Regions from separate parts of the Gossypium hirsutum genome. Here region 1 is linked to region 2. The links are chromatin contacts, called in public Hi-C maps. All regions are on one chromosome and are shown on one strand. The core of a region is the stretch at or near the end of the contact, and the rest is flanking DNA. Distances in the headings are between cores, read along the strand shown.

The links. Hi-C and Micro-C count contacts between places; a contact is called where the count stands out from the background.
Region 1: a Hi-C map of leaf shows a contact between it and region 2, with 5 times the contacts expected there. The contact joins the promoter of LOC107887642 here to the promoter of LOC107904532 in region 2. A contact is called at or near these places in 18 of 34 Hi-C or Micro-C datasets (anther, callus, fibers and 4 more).

The regions. Positions count from the first base shown.
Region 1 is chrA11:112,288,144-112,291,474 of Gossypium_hirsutum_v2.1, reverse strand. It overlaps LOC107887642 (ATP-dependent DNA helicase Q-like SIM), which reads left to right and starts at 1,700. Exons shown (of 21, transcript XR_005904464.1): 1 at 1,700-1,937; 2 at 2,331-2,932; 3 at 3,023-3,242.
Region 2 is chrA11:112,086,218-112,089,445 of Gossypium_hirsutum_v2.1, reverse strand. LOC107904532 (probable histone H2A.5) reads left to right here and starts at 1,254. Exons shown (of 2, transcript XM_016830938.2): 1 at 1,254-1,865; 2 at 2,161-2,596. The coding sequence starts at 1,668. The coding sequence ends at 2,394. LOC107904526 (a long non-coding RNA gene) reads right to left here. Exons shown (of 2, transcript XR_001686244.2): 2 at 2,867-3,190.

The DNA.
Region 1 (3,331 bases), core at 451-2,950, 200 kb before region 2:
TGTTCCTGTAAATGGGTTGTTGTTCTTTTCTTTGTATTTTGTTTGAGTGTTTGAGATTGAAATGATTGAGTCTCTTTTTTAAAGATAAATGTTATAAAATTTTGTTATTTTTTTTTCTGCTATGGTTTGCTTACTGCAATGTTTATATTAAAGTGTTGTTGTTTTCTATGGATTTTCTTTGTTTAGTTTTGGAGTTTCAGATGATTTTCTGCATTGGTAAATTAGGTAAAAAAAGAGAGAAGAAATCAATTCCAAGAATCGCCGAATTACCCATTTAGAGGTGGGAATACGTAATGGTGATTACGGGACTTTGCCGCTTAGCCTCGGAATGGCCATTCGGTTGAATGGTCATTTAGCCAACCAATGTCTGCTTCACTATGGTGGGGTGAATACACCCAGAATAACTAAGCTATTCAGGTGAACCAAACATGGTGTTAGTTTCAACTATTTTAACCAATTGTAAATGAGCTATGCTAGTTGCATGGTTCAAGGAAATGAGTTGAATAGAAAGTATCTCGAAAGCAATCTAATCATAGTAATTTTTGTCAAATTTTATACTATTTATTGAATGTTTTAAAACATCCATAATTAGAGAAATTACGAAAGCAATAAAAATACCTATTAGAGAAATTACGAAAATACCCATCCATAATTAAAATAAGTTAAACCATTTAAGGGTATTTTAGTCTTTTTATTTTAACAAAAATCAATAAAAATATGCATATGGTGACATTTGAACCTACACTAATTAGATTAGTAAAATTTAAAATTTATTACTCAACCAAGGCTTTGTTTTGATGTATTTTATACATTTCTATTTTAATATGCACAATTTATTATCTCATTAGTTGTATATATCTATACTATTTATTAAGCATTTGATTGAGTTGGTGTCATGTAGGTCACCAGGGGCAAAGCCAGAAAATTTTTTAGGGTGGCCGGATGAAATTTGAATTTTTTATAGTTTATATTTTTATAATTTGTAAAGGATTAAATCAAATTTTTATAATTTTAGGGGGGTCAAAGTGTAATTTTACCTTTATTAATTTAAAATTTTTAAAAAATTTCAAGGGTCTAAAATGCAATTTTACATTTTAAGGGGGCCGGGGTCCATGCCAGCCCCCTTGGCTTCGCCCTTGTCGGTCACCCAACTCGTTAGGAAATTAAAGAAATGTCTTATTGTAATTAAAAAGAAATTATATTATTCAAGGGTATTTAGTCTTTTTATTTTGACAAAAATTAGTTAAATTATCATATTTTAGGATTTGAACCCACACTAATTAGATTTTCAAAACTTTAAATTTATCACTCAACTAAAGTTTCAATTTAATATATTTTACATATATTTTTTAATATATCTAATTTATTATCTTCATCAATTGTGTATGTATATATATATTAATAATGTTGTTTATTGAGTTGATGTTATAAGTCAACTCGACACTAACTCATAATTTAAAGATAAAACCATGATAAATAATTAGTGTATTTAATATTATTGATCTGATATATTTATATATTTAAAATTTATTTTACTCATAATTTATTTTAATTATTTTATTTTAATATTATACATTTTTTATATATTATTATGATTAATTAATTTCAAATCATATATTTTATTAAGTATTTTAAATATATATTTCCCACACGTATACAAGTTTGATGGGATTGGCAAATCGACACTAGAAATAGGCCAAAACCAGTTCTACTCAACGACGGCGTTTGTCTTATAACTTCGTACTTTTTAATTGGAGCCCTAAGATTCAATTTTGGCGCGTTGATTTTGTTGATTTTCTTTATAGAATTTAGAAGCATATATCTTTGCGGGCAAATAAAAATTTCAATTCAGCCATTCAATGAAAAAAAGAAGAAGAAAAAAGAACGTCTCTTTTTGAAACCCATAATTTATCGGATCTAAAGCGCCGCTGAGGTAGGTCAGAATTCTGCACTTATTTGCCTATTATTTTGAAATTTTCATTGAATTCCGTTTTCTTTAACTTTTGAATCCCAAAGCTTTCATGTTTGATTTTGTGTACTGAGATGAAGCTCGCGTAATCGTATTGGATGCATTCTCATTTGTTTCCTTTTCAAAAAGTTATAGTGTTTGTCTCTTTGAATCACTTCTGCCTGCTCAGATCAAGGGCATGGGTTTCTAGTGACGTTTCATTTTTGAATGGATTACAGATAATATTAAGTTTATTAGAAACTTTACAAAAGGAAAGAGAAACGAGGCAAACTCAGCTGAGCCAACTAGCTTTTGCTTTATATGTATTTATTTGAAATATTTTTGACCGAAGGATGACTTGTGTTTAATCCTTGGTTGACAGTTCTTATGAAATGGGAGGAAACGATGTGTCGTCTGATCAAGTTATTAAAAAACTTATTGAAATGGGATTTGAGCATTCTAATGCCATAGAAGCTGTAAAAGCTGTAGGACCGTCAGTTGATGATGCGGTTGAGTATGTTTTGAATGGTTGTGGTAGGAATCCTCTCAGTGGAACAGCTAGTTTTCAATGTTCTTCAAGGGATTTAAAGAGTCTTGGTAAGAGGGTTATGACATCTTCACAATCAAAAGGTGAAATCCGGCAGTCTAGGATATGGGAACATTTTCAACCCACAAGTAAACCTAAGCGAAGCAGAGGTAATGATGTATCTGATGGGGTCATGTCTGGATCCAAGGTGTTGCCTAGTCCTGTGGAAGAACACAAGGAACCAATTCTGCTTATAGATAATCAGTTTGAAAACGTGGCAGAACCTTCCCAAGTTTGCTGTTCTGAGGAGCTGAATATTGGAACAAATTGGGAGTCGAAGGTTAACGGTTTATTAAGAAAGCATTTTGGTTATTCATCCTTGAAGAGTTTCCAGAAGGAAGCCTTGGCTGCTTTGCTTGCTCACGAAGACTGTCTTGTTCTTGCTGCAACAGGATCTGGTAAATCTTATAATCTTTTGCTTGTCTTGTTTTTACGCTGTTCATTTTGCTATCTCATAACTTGAAGTACTAATTGTTTACCTTCTGCAGGAAAGTCTCTCTGTTTCCAGATTCCGGCATTATTAACAGGAAAGGTTGTAGTTGTGGTTTCTCCTTTGATAAGCTTGATGCACGATCAATGCTTAAAATTATCAAAACATGGGGTCTCTGCTTGTTTTCTTGGATCTGGACAACCAGACAGCAGTGTGGAGCAGAAAGCGATGAGAGGAATGTATAGTATTATATATGTTTGTCCAGAAACAATTCTGAGGTAGGCGCATATAGTGCCTCTTGGTTTTTTCTCAAAGAACATGTTTATTCTCTCTTTTCTTTTTCTTGTTATTGAGAAAGTACAAGTAC
Region 2 (3,228 bases), core at 5-2,504:
TGCAACTTTAAGAGATTATAATGTTTTGTTATAATATTTTGCTGGAATTCTCTAATACAATTTTAATTTGCTCTTGTATTAAAAAGGGTTATCGTTTCCAATTGAGATCTATTGTTTATAATAAGATTTATTTTAATCAAATATCCTTGGATGGATACTCTAGTAAAAACCATCATGTATTCTTGTGTATTATTTTTTGGCTCGGGTTCAGTTTCGAAAGAACTATCTTCTGGAATTTCATGTTTTAAAGTTTGCATTTGTTTCTTCATCTCTTGTTACTCATTTTTAAGCTAGGAAAGCTTTAACTTAATTTCTTTTATTTCCAATTGTAATTCAAAATTTAATTTAAATAATATTATTTATTCATCCTTTAAAATTTTAGTTTGAAGTTCAACATTAAAAAATATAATATAATATTTATCATAAAGATAAATAATATTTATCTTAATATTAAAAATACTTTTAATGTTTATCATAAAAATAAATATTATTTATCTTAACATTCTTAATTATTTAAAATTAAGTGTTTAAAAATAAAATTCATTTTTACTTAATTATGTTCAAAATTAATTAAAATGGTAAAAACATTAAAACAATTATAGTTATTTAATAAGATAGTTAAACTAGAGCTTTTTCATGCAAAATAAATTACAAACAGGGTTAAAAATATTATTACATGATATTGAATTAAAAATACATGAAAATTATATAAATTATATAAAAATATTGAATTATAAAATATATAAAAATTATAAAATGATTTTAAGTTAAAACATGCAACACTAATAAGTTTTTAAAATTCTACTTTATATCTAACATTATTTTTTAAAATTTTATTTTTTAGGTAAGACATTTACGATGTTGAAATAAAGATTATTGATTATATTTTTTTTAAAAACGTTATTAACATTATTTTCAAACATTTTAATATTTTTGATTTAATATATATACATAAATGAGTTAATATTTAATAAACTAACAATAAAATTTTTTTTATTTTATAATTAACCTTAAAAAATTGATGTTTCTTACTTTTTTAAACATTTTATTATACATTTATAAGAAACTTGTCAACTTCTAACCTTAATTATGAAATTTAAAAACTTTATTAATAGTTTATCAAATATTTTCCCATATATAAAAATAATTTAAGAATTTATTTATATCTTCCAAATATTATGCCAAGAACAATTTTAATTAATAATAAATTAATATTTAAACAATACCTAATTTTTTATGAAATAAACGAACAACTCGTGCATTGCACGTCATAAAAAATTAGTATATAATAAACAAATTTATTGGGTTTCGCCCCAAATAATCTCCACCTAGGTCAAGAGGGCCAACCACAAGAATCACAACACTAGGCAATCCCAGATCGTAAGATCTAAATACATCACGAACAGAACCCAACCGTCGGATCAAAACCTACTATCCACCTTTCAATAGCCTAAATCAAGCAGCTGCGGATTGCCAGCGTGCCACATCCATTTATAAAAGCCCGCAATCAACTATCACTTTCGCTTCACACAATTCAAAAAAAAATCTCAACCAAAAGAAACTAAAAAGAGTTTTTCGCACTCCTCTTCGCCGATCAAATAAGAAGTTCATCAGAATTGAATCAAATTTTTTATTCTTTAAAGTAAATTAACGTCTTTTAAGCTGTAATGGAGTCGACGTCAACGACAGCGGGAGGTAGGAGAGGGGGAGATAGGAAAAAAGCGGTGTCTAAGTCGGCAAAGGCAAGACTCCAGTTTCCAGTGGGTCGGATTGCCCGTTACCTCAAGAAAGGCCGTTATGCACAGCGTTATGGCGGCGGTGCTCCCGTCTATCTTGCCGCCGTCCTCGAGTACCTTGCTGCTGAGGTGTCTGATCTTTTTTCTCAACCTTTTATTGTCATGTCCTCTCGATCTGCTTTCAGCAGTTTTATTTTGGTTAGATAAATGAGAAAATGTCGGAATCAAAGGAAAATTGTAATTGTGAATTTTGTGCGTATTTTTTTAACGAAGTCTCAATTTCCTTTTATTGGAAAAAAAAGGAAAATCAATATTTTAGTGATAGATATTCATGCTTAGATCCTAAAAGTTAGCTTTTGAGATTTTACCATTTCGGTGTATTTTTTCGTAAACGAAAAATTGATAGTTTCATATTTTTGAGCAGGTGTTGGAATTGGCGGGGAATGCGGCACGTGATAACAAAAAGAATAGGATCAACCCACAGCACGTGCTGTTAGTCGTGAGAAATGACGAGGAGTTGGGGAAGCTTCTTCAAGGAGTAACCATTGCTAGTGGCGGAGTTCTTCCTAACATTAACGCTGTTTTGTTACCTAAGAAAGCATCATCTTCATTTGATAAGGACCAGTCTTCTAAGTCTAAATCTTCTAATAAGGTTTAGACATAATTAAGATTATGTAAATATATTTATTCAACAGTTTTTTTTTTAATTTTCCTTTCATGTCATTGTAGGATTCAAGGGAAATGTTCTTGTTTCCCATCTTTCATGTTCTATTTCTTTGGGTAAATTACTAAAATAGTTATTTTTATTTGATTTAGTTTATATTTTAGTCACTTATATCTAAAATGTTATATTTTAATTATTTATATTATTGTTTTGTTATAAAATTATCGTCCTGTTATTAAATTTTTAAATCAAACACTTTTAAGGTGGTTAGATGAGTATGAAAGTTTTCTATTAAATAATTTATCTATGAAAGCTATTATTAGATAAATATTGAAGATAATATATGGATAAAATCAATTTTAAAATTAATGCTTTTAAGTCTATTAAAATATTATTAGATAGTCATTGGGGTATTTGGAGAGAATGATTTGTACAATTAGGGTTGGTATTGAAGTATAAGTACTTATTTGTGTAAAGGATATATTGGATTTAAGTTAATAGGCTATGCAAACTGTAGGACCTAATTTTCGCCCGGAGCCCAATAAACAATGGTCCAAAATAATTAAACCAGTCCAAAAATTATAACCCAAATTGCTAATCCTAAACAGGCCCAAAATAAAAAACCCTAACTCAATACCCAAGCCCACAACCTAAACATGCTTTGAAACCCTAGCAGCCAACACCTTCAGCCGCCGCACCCAAGGTAGTCTCCAGGCACCGCACGTCGCACGCCTCTCCGTGTCGTGCACTGCTCCACCACGCCACGTCAGTGGTATACCTGCGCACGTACCTGCAAACATGTGAAAATAGAGTGTAAAAATGGCTATA